Linked DNA regions of Zea mays: region 1 is linked to region 2. The links are chromatin contacts, called in public Hi-C maps. All regions are on one chromosome and are shown on one strand. The core of a region is the stretch at or near the end of the contact, and the rest is flanking DNA. Distances in the headings are between cores, read along the strand shown. Region 1 holds the start of LOC100282388 (polygalacturonase). Region 2 holds the start of LOC103636108.

The links. Hi-C and Micro-C count contacts between places; a contact is called where the count stands out from the background.
Region 1: a Hi-C map of leaf shows a contact between it and region 2, with 3 times the contacts expected there. The contact joins the promoter of LOC100282388 here to the promoter of LOC103636108 in region 2. A contact is called at or near these places in 2 of 25 Hi-C or Micro-C datasets (endosperm and leaf).

The regions. Positions count from the first base shown.
Region 1 is chr8:150,003,030-150,005,964 of Zm-B73-REFERENCE-NAM-5.0, reverse strand. It overlaps LOC100282388 (polygalacturonase), which reads right to left and starts at 1,415. Exons shown (of 7, transcript NM_001155299.2): 1 at 842-1,415. The coding sequence starts at 1,321. LOC103636114 (peptide deformylase 1B, chloroplastic) reads left to right here. Exons shown (of 9, transcript XM_035961848.1): 9 at 312-902.
Region 2 is chr8:149,861,255-149,864,096 of Zm-B73-REFERENCE-NAM-5.0, reverse strand. It overlaps LOC103636108, which reads right to left and starts at 1,266. Exons shown (of 2, transcript XM_020542567.3): 1 at 789-1,266; 2 at 92-699. The coding sequence starts at 674. The coding sequence ends at 375.

The sequences.
Region 1 (2,935 bases), core at 166-2,665, 140 kb before region 2:
CAAAACTTCCATGAACTTTCTATTTCGCTTTGCTGTAAGAACAAAAAAATATGGTGTTATTGGTGCATGCAGTGTGCTGTTGCAAAAGAAAGAAAGTTGTGCTCTGTTAATGTCATAGAGAGGGAGTTCGCTATTCTCTTATCTGTAAAGCCTGAGAATCACAATATTACAATTGGGTTTGTTTGTTTTCTCTGTACACAGAAACGTCTTGTAAGAGCTGTGGAAAGGGTTCTGCATTATGTGTATTCTGACTTGCTTGGTGTACTTTGTTCTCTTCCATGGCTTAAAAAATAAAAAATAAACTTGGCCAGGCTGGTGTGTCTATGCCGCTATATGCCACAATCATGTGAGACGGAAAGAACAAGACAAAGCAGGGAACAGATCGAAACAAATGCAAATAAGACTGCAGAAACGTATGGTGCCCGTGACAACTTTTCGGGCTTTCTACTGCAAATCATGTGAGAAAGTGAGAGTAAAACTGGTATGGTCATAGGCACCTTCAAACGCTCACTATCATAAGCTGTGGTGGTTCTGGCAAATGAATTCATGGTGCATTCCAGTTTCTAAGAATTCTGGAGAGAGAGAGAGAGAGAAAAATACGCATGGCCAATTGGAATCTCAAGATGTCATTGGGACGACAGGTCCCCTGGATGGATGTGATTGACATCACTGAGTTCTCATGCAAGTCATGTAAAGATCAGTTTGAAACAGAGCATGTGAAGCCCAAACCCACAAAAGGGATTGCAATTTGAGATTTCTGGCTCAAAGAATGCATGATGCTTGACGATTTTATAATGGAGTTTTGTTTGAAGCAGAGCATTTGCAGGGCGAAGCTATGTACCTTAGTATCGTCTGTAACTCCGTCACCCTTGGCTCCAAAATCAACCACATTGAATACTGCACCCTGCGAGGTCGCTGGCGGCGGCTGTGATGGCTGCTGCTGACCCTTCCCACAGCTTGGAGCCGGCGGCTCGGGAGTGGAATGCCTGCTGCCATTGGCAGGGCTTGGCATAGGAGGGATGTCAGGGGCATTCGGGCTTGGACTTGGGCTTGGTTGGTACGGATTCTGATGATTTCCCTTGCCAGCGCCAGAGCTTGGTGTCGAGCTGACCGGTGGCTTCGGACCTGGCCGGTTGGCGCCGTACTGCCGGTGGGAGCTGCTCTTCTTTCCCTTGCCTTTCTTGAGCTGGGATGAGCCCGGTGAGCTCCTCGACGACCTCCAATGCTTGCCTCTTCTTGCCTCGCCGACTTCAATGGTGGAGCAAAGAGCAAGCAAGACAAGGAGAAGCAGGAGGCCGATCCCTTTTGCTCTAAGCTTCATCCTTCAGCCCCGTATATCTATTGGGTCGTGTGGAGATTAGAGTGTGTACTGTGTGCTGGGTAAGCTGATAGAGAATAGCGCACGGGAGGCCGGGAGGCCTGTGATTGTGAGGAGGGGGAAGAGAGGAAACGGGTTTAAATAGCAAACTCCAGAGCCGGCCACGCTACTGTTTGTCAGGATTTTAGGCGAAAACGAGATGGAAAGTGATTGGGATTTGTGGCCCCAACTCACGTGCGCGCAAGGGAGACATCTGCGCAGTGAAGTTGCAGTGATCCCCTTTTCTTCACCACCATAGTGTTATTTCAGCCGTTTTATTTCCTTTGTCGGGCAGGCTCTTTTATTACACGAGAATCTGCCGGGCGAGGGATTAGCCGGGCATGTTTTTATGGTAATTCCCCCCTGTTATTATAGCATCGATCTTTTCTTAAATAGTAGTTAAAGATTAGGCGATATGGATTGATTTACGGACAATCGAGAATCTTTCTGGTACTGATTTTGGAGGTAATCGAATCGAATTGCAACTGCCAGTATCATTTATTGGGGCGAAAGAGTACAATTACTGGTATCCACTTTGTCAAAAAAAAAAAAAACTGGCACGCTGCCTCGACTCGGCGTCCATTGGCATGTGGAGACGTTCCATGTTCCAATTAATACTGCTGTGCACGATTCTTACTGACCGAGGCAAATACATACTCCGGCTGCTGCATCAATATGGCATGACAGAGCCATAACTCCAGTTTATTTTGAGCGTTTAGGCGCCGTTTCACTGAAAACGGCATGCATGTGTGCGCTCTCCCCTCCCGGGTCACATGTGGCAACGGTCACGGGCGGAAGCGTCCTACTTGTCCGCACCTCGGCCGTAGGACCCAAACCCAACCCAACTGCCGCAACCGGACGACGCCGCCGGGCCCCCACCCCCACGCAGTGCAGCCAGCCAGCCACCACTCCTCGTCCCTCCAGTCCAATCACCCATCCATCTCGAACCGATCTCTCCGGGCGGTGAGCCGCTGAGGCTCCGCGCCTCCCGCCTCCGTCCGCCATGCATGCGCCCATCATGCCCTGCACGCGCATGAAAACTAGCTAGCTGCAGCGAACTGCATCGAAGCTTTTCGCAACGGTGATTGGCGTTTGGAAGTTTGGATGCTGGAACAGAGACCGACTAGGTTCGGATTCGGAATTGTAGGTCCGTTGTCCTGTGACGATAGGAGACAGGGACCAAATCGAGAGGCTCTGATGAAGTCCGAGCCCAGCGCTGGTTGATTGCTCGCTCCACACGTCGAGGTCTAAGCTCGAAACAGGAAACACAGCACAGCGCAAATATAAAAAGAAATCGCATCTTTTTATATATACCCAATCATCAGATGCCGTCACAAGTCCTAAAAATGCATGCATGAACGCACTGCTAGCTAGTCAGATACAACGCGATCGAGTACACGCAATGCTGGACGTATGCACCGCGTCGTCCGACGACGATGCTGCGTCATCGTCACTCACGGGATGCTTTGCTCATCTGAGATCCACGCAAGGTTTGACGACAATGTGCCACGATAGATTATTGGGCATCCATGCATTGATGCATGTAGCAGCAGCATCTAATATAATACTGGCTGCTCG
Region 2 (2,842 bases), core at 17-2,516:
GCTGCAAGTCCAGTAGTATCTGCGCCATTATCGATCCCTTCTTCAGCGGGATACGGATGAGCACTGTCGAGTGTGGGCATAGAGAAGGATGGAGACAAGTGGCACTCGTCTGGCATATAGTAGCACAGCTCCTTGCCTTGCGAAAAGGGCAGGGTCTCCCATGTCTAACGGGATGGGGAATAAAAACAGACAGTTCGCAAGGTTGCACTATACACATTTTGTCCAGAACACAAGAAGAACACGTTACTTACAGCTTGTGGTGTTGGAAATCGAAAGAGGCACTGGAGATATGGCCAGAAGAAAAAGAATGCAAACAATCGAGAGAATCAGAGGCATCGTTCCCTCAGGCTGAGGGCGAGTTTTTTTTCCCCTCCTCACAGCCTGAAGCCGAAGCGCACGAAGAAGAAGCAGAGCTGCGCGACCACCACCACGGACTCCACGAGCCACAGCAGGTGGTACGCCGCGCGCTGGAACAGCGCCGCCAGCACGTTCCCGCGCGGCTTCCTCCACCGCAGCGCCGACGGGAGCGCGGCCGCCAGGAGCTTCCGCCGCGGCGACGACTGCGCCGGCGCCGACGCCGACGCACTGCCGCCGACGCCGCCGCTGTTGTCACCGCTCCCTGTAGCGGCCGCGGCCGCGGCCGTCTTCCTCCTCGGCGCCATCCGCTTCCGCATCCACTCCCGCACCTTGCTCTTGATCCTGCTGCCCGCGCCCGCCATCACAACGCAAAACGATCAGGTCGGGTCTCAAGAACTCAAGCTGCTGCCAAGTGCCACCTCAACACGTACGTGCGCTGCCTTTATTTGCCTTTGCCTTGCCTTGAGCTGTCTCGGAAATAAATCGCACGGTCTCCGGCTCTCGTCGCCCGAGCCTTTTATCCTGCGACGCCACGCGGTTCGCGGAGTTTGACGTTGCCGCCACCCTCGCCGTGGCGCGTTCTTTCGCTCGGGTTTCCTCCCCCCAGGTAGTCCATGGACGGAGTTGGGGACCGGGCACAAAAAATACTCACAAATCACGAGAGATATATAGAGAGAGAGGGGCTTGACGATTCAAAGTCAAACTGGGCCTTGGTCAACTGGGTCAGGTAAGTAGCTAGTATTAGCTGCTTTTGCTTGGAAGATTCTGGTCTCGGAAGCGAGTTGGCGTGCTGATTGTGGATTGGTAGGCAGGCAGGCAGGCAGACACGATGGCTTGGGGAAGGGGGTGTACAAGGCAACGGATTCCGATGGTTAACGACTACAGTCTAGAAAATTAAAAATATTCCCGTTCCGTTAGGTTTATTAATAACCGTATTATCATTGCTCGATAGTGATAGGTCAAACTTCGCCCCGCCAGCTCAGGCTGCAGACCGGTTCGTCATCTCTGATGCGAATGCGATGCTACTCGCGAAGTCGTAATGCGTTTCTCTGATAGCCAGGGCTGATGCTTACTGTATTCGGGTACAGGCTACCGACCAGAAACGTTTTTTCCATTTTTATGTCTCCACTTGTTGTATCTACTTCTGGAAGCACATGTACTCCCTACTACCTAGCAGGGCCCTGTAGAACACCGCCAGAACGTGGACATTCTTCGGGTTGATTTACATTTTTTTCCTTGCATCTTCAAATTCTGATTTCTTCCATCGCTTTGGAGTGAAGGTCTCAAAGGTCTATGTTAACAAAGATCAAATATCATTGTCTAGACATGTTGTCAGAAAAAAGAGTGTATATCAAAGTCAAAGCATAAGAAAGTACATCTTTAAATTATGGAACAAAGTTGTTGTTTGTTTCGGCTTTTTTTTCCTAGCTTCTTGCCGACATAAGCTGTTGTGGACTATCAAACGTCCAACTTTCTAGCCCGTTTCTGTGAGAAACGTTTTGGTGAAAACCGTCCAAAATCAACGTGAACACACAATATCGATCGAGTCATCGTCATAGTAGGAATCTGTCGCTTTTTAGGTCATAAACCCTATATATCCCTTCATTTTTCTCCGCAAATAATTCCCACGATATTCAGATCCCCCCACAACCATTATCAGAAAAGCTTGTCAGAAAACGCTAAAACAAACAACCTTATGTATTCCATCACTCAAAAGTTCTTACAATACCAAAGTAAATTAAAATGTTTCTCCTCTATCATCTACTTCTAAGATCTGAAGTGACTCGATCATTGAGTCTATCTTGCATACGTGACATTAATTCATTGGTTGTTTCATTAGCCTTTCGCATTCAATCACTCACTTATAGGACTGCTCCTTTAATTCCTATACTTACTCCATGTGTTCTTCCGACGCACAAGTAAATCATCATTTCCCCCATCCCCCCTTCCACACGGGGGCAAAGGATGTGATGAAAATGTATCATGATTTATATTCACACATTGAAAATGATGAACTTCGAGAGTATTGATTGGTTAAAGTAGCATTTTATGTATTCTTCCCTCTTAAGCCTTTAGAGGGAAGGATGTTTCTTAAACTAATTGGTGTTGCTCTATTATTGTTCTTAGAATTTCGACAGGTACCCAATATTTGACGCCCACTGTCTAGTAAACTCATCAATGACCATAATCATGCCTCCACAAAGGTAGAAAATTCTTAGCACAATCGATTATGCTAACAATTCTAAAGAAAAGATTACACTGAAGTCACCAATCATATCAAATCTAGCAATAGGAGAAGGGAAAAGCTCTGGAGCTCTTGGTTGACCAAGATGATATCGATAAAGAAATTGAGGGGTTGAAAGCCATTCAAAGGAACATGGAAATCTAGAAGTGGAAGCTGCTTTGGGCTGCTCAATTTTGAAGGGAGTAGACAAAGCCTCTAAAGAGCTCTATCGCACAAGAAGGGAAGAAGGCCTAGAACAAA